Regions from separate parts of the Drosophila melanogaster genome. Here region 2 is linked to region 1. A link is a contact called in public Hi-C data. All regions are on one chromosome and are shown on one strand. The core of a region is the stretch at or near the end of the contact, and the rest is flanking DNA. Distances in the headings are between cores, read along the strand shown. Region 1 holds the start of CG6966. Region 2 holds the start of lncRNA:CR44133 (long non-coding RNA:CR44133).

Region 1 (4,119 bases), core at 1,109-3,608:
GAAGTTTCAGCGTGCTAGGAACGAGCTCACCGAACAGACCTTGGCCCTGGTCACGGCTAGCAAATTCCTGGTGGCCTCCATGTCGGACATGACATTGATTACGCTGCCAGAACATCTGACTTCCTGCCTGACAGCCATTCGAAGGATAACTGAGCTGGCCCAGGATATGACCAGGCACACTTCGGCTCCGTTGCAAACCAGGAACATAGTGCTCAAAGTACACGATGTAGCGAGTAGTTTCAGGGAGCTGGTAGGCGTGGAGATCGGACCCATTGGCGCAGGACAATTGGCCCTGCAGGCCGAGTGTCTGGCCAATGTCCTGGCTACTCTGCTGCGTTCCCTGCGCGTATTCTCTCCATAACCCAGAGAGATCGATGGGAGCGCAAATGGAGAGATGATCGAATGCGACGACAGAAGTGAAAGTGGAAGTGAAACCAGAAATAGCAATTTATCCAGTCCCGACATATCGCACGCTCGTCTGTCTATGTGTAAAACTCCTTACACCACCTACGTCTAGATGTGCATGAAGCCCAAAAAACATATGCCCGCACATATTAATCCAAAAATACATCGACTTTCGAAACTAATTTACAGGTAAAGGGCCGCGTCAGAGAATCGATGGTCTGATGGCTCTTTAGGCTTAGCCAGGCTTTATCCTCACCTGCGACTAATATCGAAACTGGAATGTGACAGCTCATAGGAAGACATCTTAGTCGATGTGGTGGAGTGCGTTTAAAGAGCTTAGGGATATATTTTGCTGAAATACATATCGAAACTATTATGTGGACGCACAAATGAATGGCAAAGAATATTTTGAAGGGATAGAGCCTAAATATCTGTAACATATCTTAGACTTGCTAAACTTCAAAAGAATATTCAATTTTGTTATAGTCTTCAAAATAGCATGGAACGTACAACACTACATATCTACAAATGTGTGAATTGTTCGGTTTCTTCTTTTTCATTTTTCGCAATTGCCATATCGTGTTATATATCCCTATACTTTAATCGTGCCACCACATCTCTAGGACCTTCTTACAAAATATTTCTAAATAAATTCGATAAATTATCATTAAAAGAACACTCTCTTAACTTAACGCATGCAACTAACTCGAATTTCTCTCTAATCTCCTAAAACAAACATATATTTTTAACTATATTTATATCACTCTCGAATCGTTAGAACTGCTCTGTATACCAAGTCCCTTAAGAAAAGCACTCAACCAATTCCTCAGCCCAAAAGAGGAACCCCATTTAATGAAACACCATGACTTGATTATCTAGACCAATTTATATGAGAAACTTACGGAAATATGTTTATTAAATTATGCTATTAGTATATTTTCTTATGTACATAATTTACACACATACCTAATACCATATACATATATACAAGTACTATACATATAAATATTATAATAAAATTGACCAAACAATAATCAAAATTTTAACTTGTGATATAAAAAAATGGAAAAAGTAAAAGCAAAAAAAAAATAATTATTGAAAACAAAACTTTTACATTTTCTTTGTTTAACAACAAATGTTTTAAAAGAATTATTTTATACGTTCGTTGTTGTTAGAAACGATCAACTTTTTTGTTATTGTTTATGTGTCATATCTTTTGTTGTAGTTGTTGCTGAAGTACAAGAATGCGCACTAAGTTGTAGCTTTAACTAATTATATTATGGTACACAATATGATTAAACGTTAATCAAAGTAAGCAGAAACTCAAGAATAACCCGTTTAAATATAACTAATCGATAATCCATTGTTTTCATTTTGTTTTGGATTTTCCGTTGAGACAAACACACACGTATTCTTAATAAACATAACCGTATGACATATACAAACAAGATATATACAAATATGAACTAAAATAATAATACCTATTAAGTAAAGCATAATCAAATGTACAATGTAAAACAATGTAACTGTTTATGATTTAATGAAAACAAATACAAAATGCATATGAAATTGTATGGAATAAATTCAATAAATAAAACCAAAGTAAAATAATGATAAATACAAATTCAAATTGTTATATCCGGATTTTGTGGCAATAATCTTTTGTCCGCTACTGTTTGATGCTGATTGTTGCTGGTTGCTGCGCTACTCACATTTTATGTTGCCATCCTAACATATGCAGTTGTCAGGAGCTGCCATACTGATGTAAATACATGTGCACTTGCGGACGTTTAGAAATCAAGATGGCAACTCCGTACACGTGTAAAATTTGAGATGGCAGGTCCATATAAAAATACTGTAAATACGCCAAGTGTGACCGCAACTTCGCTTCTCAATCAAATCGCCTAACGCGAAAACAAACGGAAAAAAATGACCAGCCACAGCTGAAAAACGGCATTTTATTTTGCAATCGCGGGCGGGACGGTTCAAAACAGCGCGACTCCTCGCGAGCGATTTTAGAGCATCACAATCGATCTGCTTTCCTGGCTGTCGGACGAGTTTTCGAAAAACTCGGGAAGGGATTTGGATTTGTGCTGAATACCATGTTAAATCAAAACGAATCGTAAAAGTGCGCCGTTTGATGCTCTAGTAACCGAATTAGAGAGCTACAATTACAAATCGCCAGCGGGTCGAAGTAGGGAAATGCAATTTTCGTCTTCCTGAGACCGAAAAAGAAAGAAAGCAAAAAAAGAAAAGAAACACGAAAGGCGAATGCAAAGTGCGCAAAAAGATATATGTATGTTTGTATGCAATTCGATTGCCAGGAAGACACGGAAGCAATAAAAAGTACGGGCAAAAACGCAATCGCAATCGTTACACATATTATATGTACATATATTCGCTCGGTTGGAAAGTTCTTTTGTGCAGAAAATTGAAAAACCAAACAACAAATAAATTGCTAGGCAAAAAAGGCAGCAACAGCATCCTCAAGAATCTGAATCTCGCCGCTCTCTTTCACTCTCTCGCTCGTGCCCTCTCTTTCTCTTGACGAAGGCGAAGAAAGAAGCAAAGCAAAGGCGACATAAAATTACCTAAAATCATTATTTTTCAACGTGCTGCTTGCTGTGGCATTTATGCCAAATAACTGAATCACAAAAATGGATTACAAATTCATTGTTTTCAACGCAGCGAGGGACAACAATTTGGCGCAGTTGAAGGTGAGTTTTGAACATATCGTACGCATTGCGAACTGGGGTTCAACAATTTCTCCTGCACACCTGGGCCGTCCAATTGGAAAGTTGCTAGATTCTTATTGTGATTGTTGTTAGAAATCTCAGCTGCTCAGTAAACTCGGCAGCTTATTTAGCCTTGTGACTAATCAATAAAATTCTCTCGCTCACACACACACTCGCGCACTATCGCGGCACACGCACACACACACAAGCTCTCTCCGCTAAGCCGTACACGCGCATGTGTTCCAGCGGTGCTGTTGGGCCGTCATTCGAATCTGGCTTGAAAATAGCCCAATTATGGAAAAATCTAGATTCGACTTACGTTTATTATGCAAGCGTGTGCTTTTAAGAATGATTGCAATTATGGCTAACCTAATGACCTATCTCCTCAGATTTCGTTGATGATGGGCTTCTGAAAGACCATGAAATAGCATAAAAGACCTACCCAAGTGCGCTAACCTTACATACCTTTGTATTTGTACAACCATTATTGCAACATGAGGAGTGTGATAAGAATATTATATTATATTTCTTGTGTTCCAATAGTTTAGAATGCGAAGTGTGGTTTGTTTGCTGACTTGTAAAATTTCCGCTGATTTTTAAAAACAATGCTAGCATAGTTTATCGATCGCCCAGCTAGAATCTAGCTAAATGCGCCGCACCCCCGCAAGACAATAACAAATACATATGTTCGGTCTGGCTGGTGTGCTGGTGGGCGTATTGGATTCGAAACTTTTGCTTGCGACTGCAAGACTTACGAACGAACACACTCTTTGCATAACCAAAGTTCTTGGGCTCGAGCTTGAGCTGTGGCTATGCCTTTGTCTGGCATCCATGTGTGCCATCTATTGAAGCCAAAGGGGCAGCTTGACATTGGCACACACCGCCACCAAATGGAAGCCCGTGCACTTAGCAACGCAACTGCAACTGCCACAGCGACTGGCTGCAATTGGCGCTGTTGCATTGTCCCCCACTTTTGCAT
Region 2 (4,119 bases), core at 1,060-3,559, 890 kb before region 1:
GGCACGGTGTCTGGGTGTTTGGGATCGGAATAGGGACTGGAAATGGTAATAGAACTGGGACTGAGACTGGGACTGGGCATATCCTGTCAAACACACATTATATTACGAAGTTGGACGGACAGACAGGTAACCAAGCCACTAGCAACAGGTACTCATTGAAGACCCAGTTAAGAGACACGCGCGGATACAGCTCATCCGCAGTGCTTGTGGCTCTATGTTTATATGGAGTAGGTGCGGTTTTTCCTAGAGTTTGGCGCACTCTGTGGATGTGTGTGCCAACCACAGAGGACTGGAACTGGAACTCGAACTGAAATCGGGACTGGGATAGGGACGTGGCCAGAGCAATTAACGATTAAGACAAACACGAGTGTCTTGTATCTTGTATCTTGTCTTTGGTGGATTGTTGTTTGCCGTACAGTTTGTTTGCGTTTCGGAATTTCACAAAAATTCTTTTATACTACAATTTTTACTTTACTTGTTCTGTTAATGTTTAATGTATGTGACTGTCCGTCATTGTTGGTTGTTTGTCCTCGGTTTGGTTTTGGTTTTGGTTTTTTTGTTTTTGCGGTGTTTATTGTCGCGGTTTCCTCCGCGGCACCCAAAAGTAAATCCCACTTGTTTGCGGATGCATTTCGCTATGGAGATGCACGTGTCAGGGGAGTCGGATGGCTGTGTGGGATGCATCCAGGGTTTCCCTGGAAAATCACTGGCTGAACAACAAAAGGCAATTGTCGGTTAACTACGACAATTCGCTTGACTATAATATGTGTGTGGTTATACAATATATATATATATATATATTTTTTTTGTATAATTAATTTTCAATATGGCTGACCTATGGCAGGAAGTCATGTGTGTATAGCAATGAATTTATGGGTACATAGTATAAGGCCCCACTACATTTATTTCATTTGTTTTGAAATTCTTTTCTTAAATGCTTATTTTTCTTGAATAATTTTTTCTTTTCATTTTTTCCCCACATACATATATTATACATATACATACAAGTCGATGTTGATAAGGCCTCGTTGTTGTCGTCGCCACAACTCAACGACCGCAGGGCCAAGTGGATCGGCAGCGGTACCATGGAACGGGACCCATCGTTTGGACTCGCATTTTGTTTTTCAGTCGTTTCAACCTCCTTATATATTTATATATATATACACATACATATATATAAAATATATACTCGGGCACGCATATGGGCACTTGCTGGGTGCCACTGCCTGGAGCTGTAAGGCAATGCCCCACCCCTTGGCTGGACGGGATCCGGAGTTTTGTGCTTTTTGGGTTCGTTGATCGTCATGCTGGTTTCTCGTAATCGACATAATTTTCCCTACTTTTCCCTGTCGGTCCCTTTTCAATTCCTTAAATTTTCTTAGACACTTTTTGCTTGGATGCATTCCACAACATTTAATAATCTTACTGCGACTTGAACTGAAATATTTATTCTTAGAAACCATTTTAAGCCTAAAACTCATTAAAATCATGACTGTTTGCAAAAAATGAATACAATGACTCATAATAATACGTACACTATGTCTTCCCAAGAGTTGTGACTAAACATTATGTGACATTTATTTATGTACATATGTAGCTTCATTTAGCACATATGCAACATTCCATTAGTATTATTTATGTTAGTTAAGACAATTGAGAGCAACTTCCCCCGAAGGCCAACAAATCGTCTGGTGAAACTTACCAAGTTGTCCATGGCCAGATTCCCATGCATATTCCGACAGCGATTGAAAATCCATTGTGGCTAGGTCCAGAATCGAGTGCTCGGATCCGTTGCGCTCATTATGAGGGGCGTTCGTTCGGCCCATGTGGTTTTCATCGATGATGACCGAGCCGCGGACATCTGGGCATCTGGCGATCTCAGGCGCTAAGCAAGCGTTAAATTTTCGGTTTCGATACTGTCCGGACTTTGAGGGGGCGTTAACCCGGCAAATGAAAGTGTCACACAGGTCACGCCGACGGATCACAACTCTTTCGGGGAACGATGAGGAGGCGGGTGGTGGCTTTTCCGGGCGCCCAACCGTCGATTATGTTGGTTAAACTCACGTCGCTTTTGTGGTTAAACACACGTTTGAAGGATTTCCCTTGCGCCGGCGCAACTTTCCTCACATTTTTCCACGCTCAAAGGGTTTTCTTCGGTTTCACGCCCAACAGATCACGGTGATAATCGCCGGGACACGACCCACGAATCCGCACCGGTGTGCCGGATGCAATCGATAGGATGGGATGGCACGGGATGGGTTCGGTTGGGAGTGGACCCGACCAGACCCGCATCCGAGCTCCGACCTACTACTACAACTTTTCAAATGCTACTCGGCCGGGAGCCACCCAAAGCAATGCGAGTAAAATATTCTTGATTAAAACTTATCAGAGCACATTTCATATCACCTTTTCAAAAACGCAACAACAGCAAAGTAACGATTGTACTTATTATCGGCGACGCAACCGTCGAACTCATTGCGCCGTGTACTCGGTACTTTGGCGTAGTTTGGCTGTCGCCGGTTCCGCTGATTGGACGCCGCCAAGATATGGCTATCTGAGCCGGGCCCGATTCCGATTCCACGATTGCCAGCCCCACAGGCGCCATCTCCGCCGCATGGACGCCACACGGGAGCGAGCAGGACGCTGGCACAGATAGAGCGAGAGGCAGGGTGGGCGATACCAAAACACGATTTGATTAAGTTGCATCACGCGTCGGTCGCGCGACTATCCTTATCGGGGCAACTCTCGCTCTCCGACTTGGTGAGTATATGCCATAGGTCCTTATCATCTGGCCTGCTTTGGCCAGATTTGATTTGGTGACGACAGCATTCGGAATCTGGCCACTATAGCGGAATGTACATAAGTTCCTGTTTCGAATGCTTACCAAACAGTAGAGAAAGGATCTTTAACCAACTTACTAAAAAAAAATATATATAAATTCCCCCAGATCCAATCCTGTAAATACCCAATTTCTAATTATTTCTCAAAGATACAAGCTCTTCCAAACTAATCTTTTTCTAAATCAAAAATATAAGTTCCTAATATAAATCCCACTTTTCTCTTTTATATCTAAGATATTTTCCGGTTTAGTAAAGATGGTTTATGAAAGATATAACATTTTTTTTGCGCTCAATAAATAGAGACTGATCTACATTAAACCAAACCGATAACAAAGCCTGGCAGACGACCTTGCCTATCTATGGCACTCCTACTATTCTCCCTACACACCCCCCCTTTCGATGAAGTTTATGATGAAGTTTATTTCCCACCAGGGAAATGCCAAAGAGTCTGGTAATTTTAAAAAACTAAAAAGCAAGCACGTTTCCAAAAAAAAACGATAAAAAAATGTAAAGATATTCCTATCTAATAGCAAAATGCCGGCTCTTATGACGTCACGCGTCGTGATAAGAGAACCAGTAATCAAGAAACAATAACAAAAAGCTGAGAACAAACATATTGCAAACAGAAACATTGATAAAACCAGACGAATCAGAAGCAAGGAGCGGGTGACGAGGCGAAAACAATGCTGGCGAGATAAGGAGGTAAATAACCTGGCGGAAAACTTTAAGTCGGCGCCTCGCCGGGCAGACCAAGATCCGACCCAGCCAGTAGGGAGAGGAGGAGGCCCTGGCCACAGGGTGCGGGTCACCCATGCGGGGAGGAGTCGAGGAGGAGACATTGCGATAAGGATGCAAGGGTGCGGGTGCGGGTGCTGGACTATCAGTAGTAGCAGTAGCAAAGTCCGGAAGATGCCTTGTGGTCAGAAGATAAAAGGCCAAAGTGAGTGGGTAAGAGAAAAGGGAATGCACTGAGAAGAATGCAGAGGCAAAGATTGTAAGATACTATTAATAACCTATTTTAATAACCTATTATCTTGTCATCATGTTATTTTAGATACTATTACTACATTTCATTTAAACTATCCTGCTACGTTTAGCTTTAATCATGTACAGAATTTCATATTTGAAATCTGTATAAGATCTGGTATATTTTTTCTCGCAGTGTTATATAGCGAGTGGAAAATCGTAGCTTATCAGCCACCGACTTTAACTCGGGACTTGCTTTTGTTTTGTTTGAGCTGACTCTTATAATACAATTTAATAATGACCATTATAAAGA

The links. A called contact is a pair of places that touch in the nucleus more often than the background predicts.
Region 2: a Hi-C map of the Kc167 cell line shows a contact between it and region 1, with 2.0 times the contacts expected there.

What each region holds. Positions count from the first base shown.
Region 1 is chr3R:15,093,870-15,097,988 of dm6, reverse strand. It overlaps CG6966, which reads left to right and starts at 2,358. Exons shown (of 5, transcript NM_001300404.1): 1 at 2,358-3,122. The coding sequence starts at 3,063. CG42788 reads left to right here. Exons shown (of 10, transcript NM_169609.4): 10 at 1-2,032. The coding sequence ends at 361.
Region 2 is chr3R:15,984,371-15,988,489 of dm6, reverse strand. It overlaps lncRNA:CR44133 (long non-coding RNA:CR44133), which reads right to left and starts at 2,309. Exons shown (of 2, transcript NR_074017.1): 1 at 1,703-2,309. It overlaps srp (serpent), which reads right to left and starts at 2,338. Exons shown (of 8, transcript NM_001275690.1): 1 at 1,703-2,338.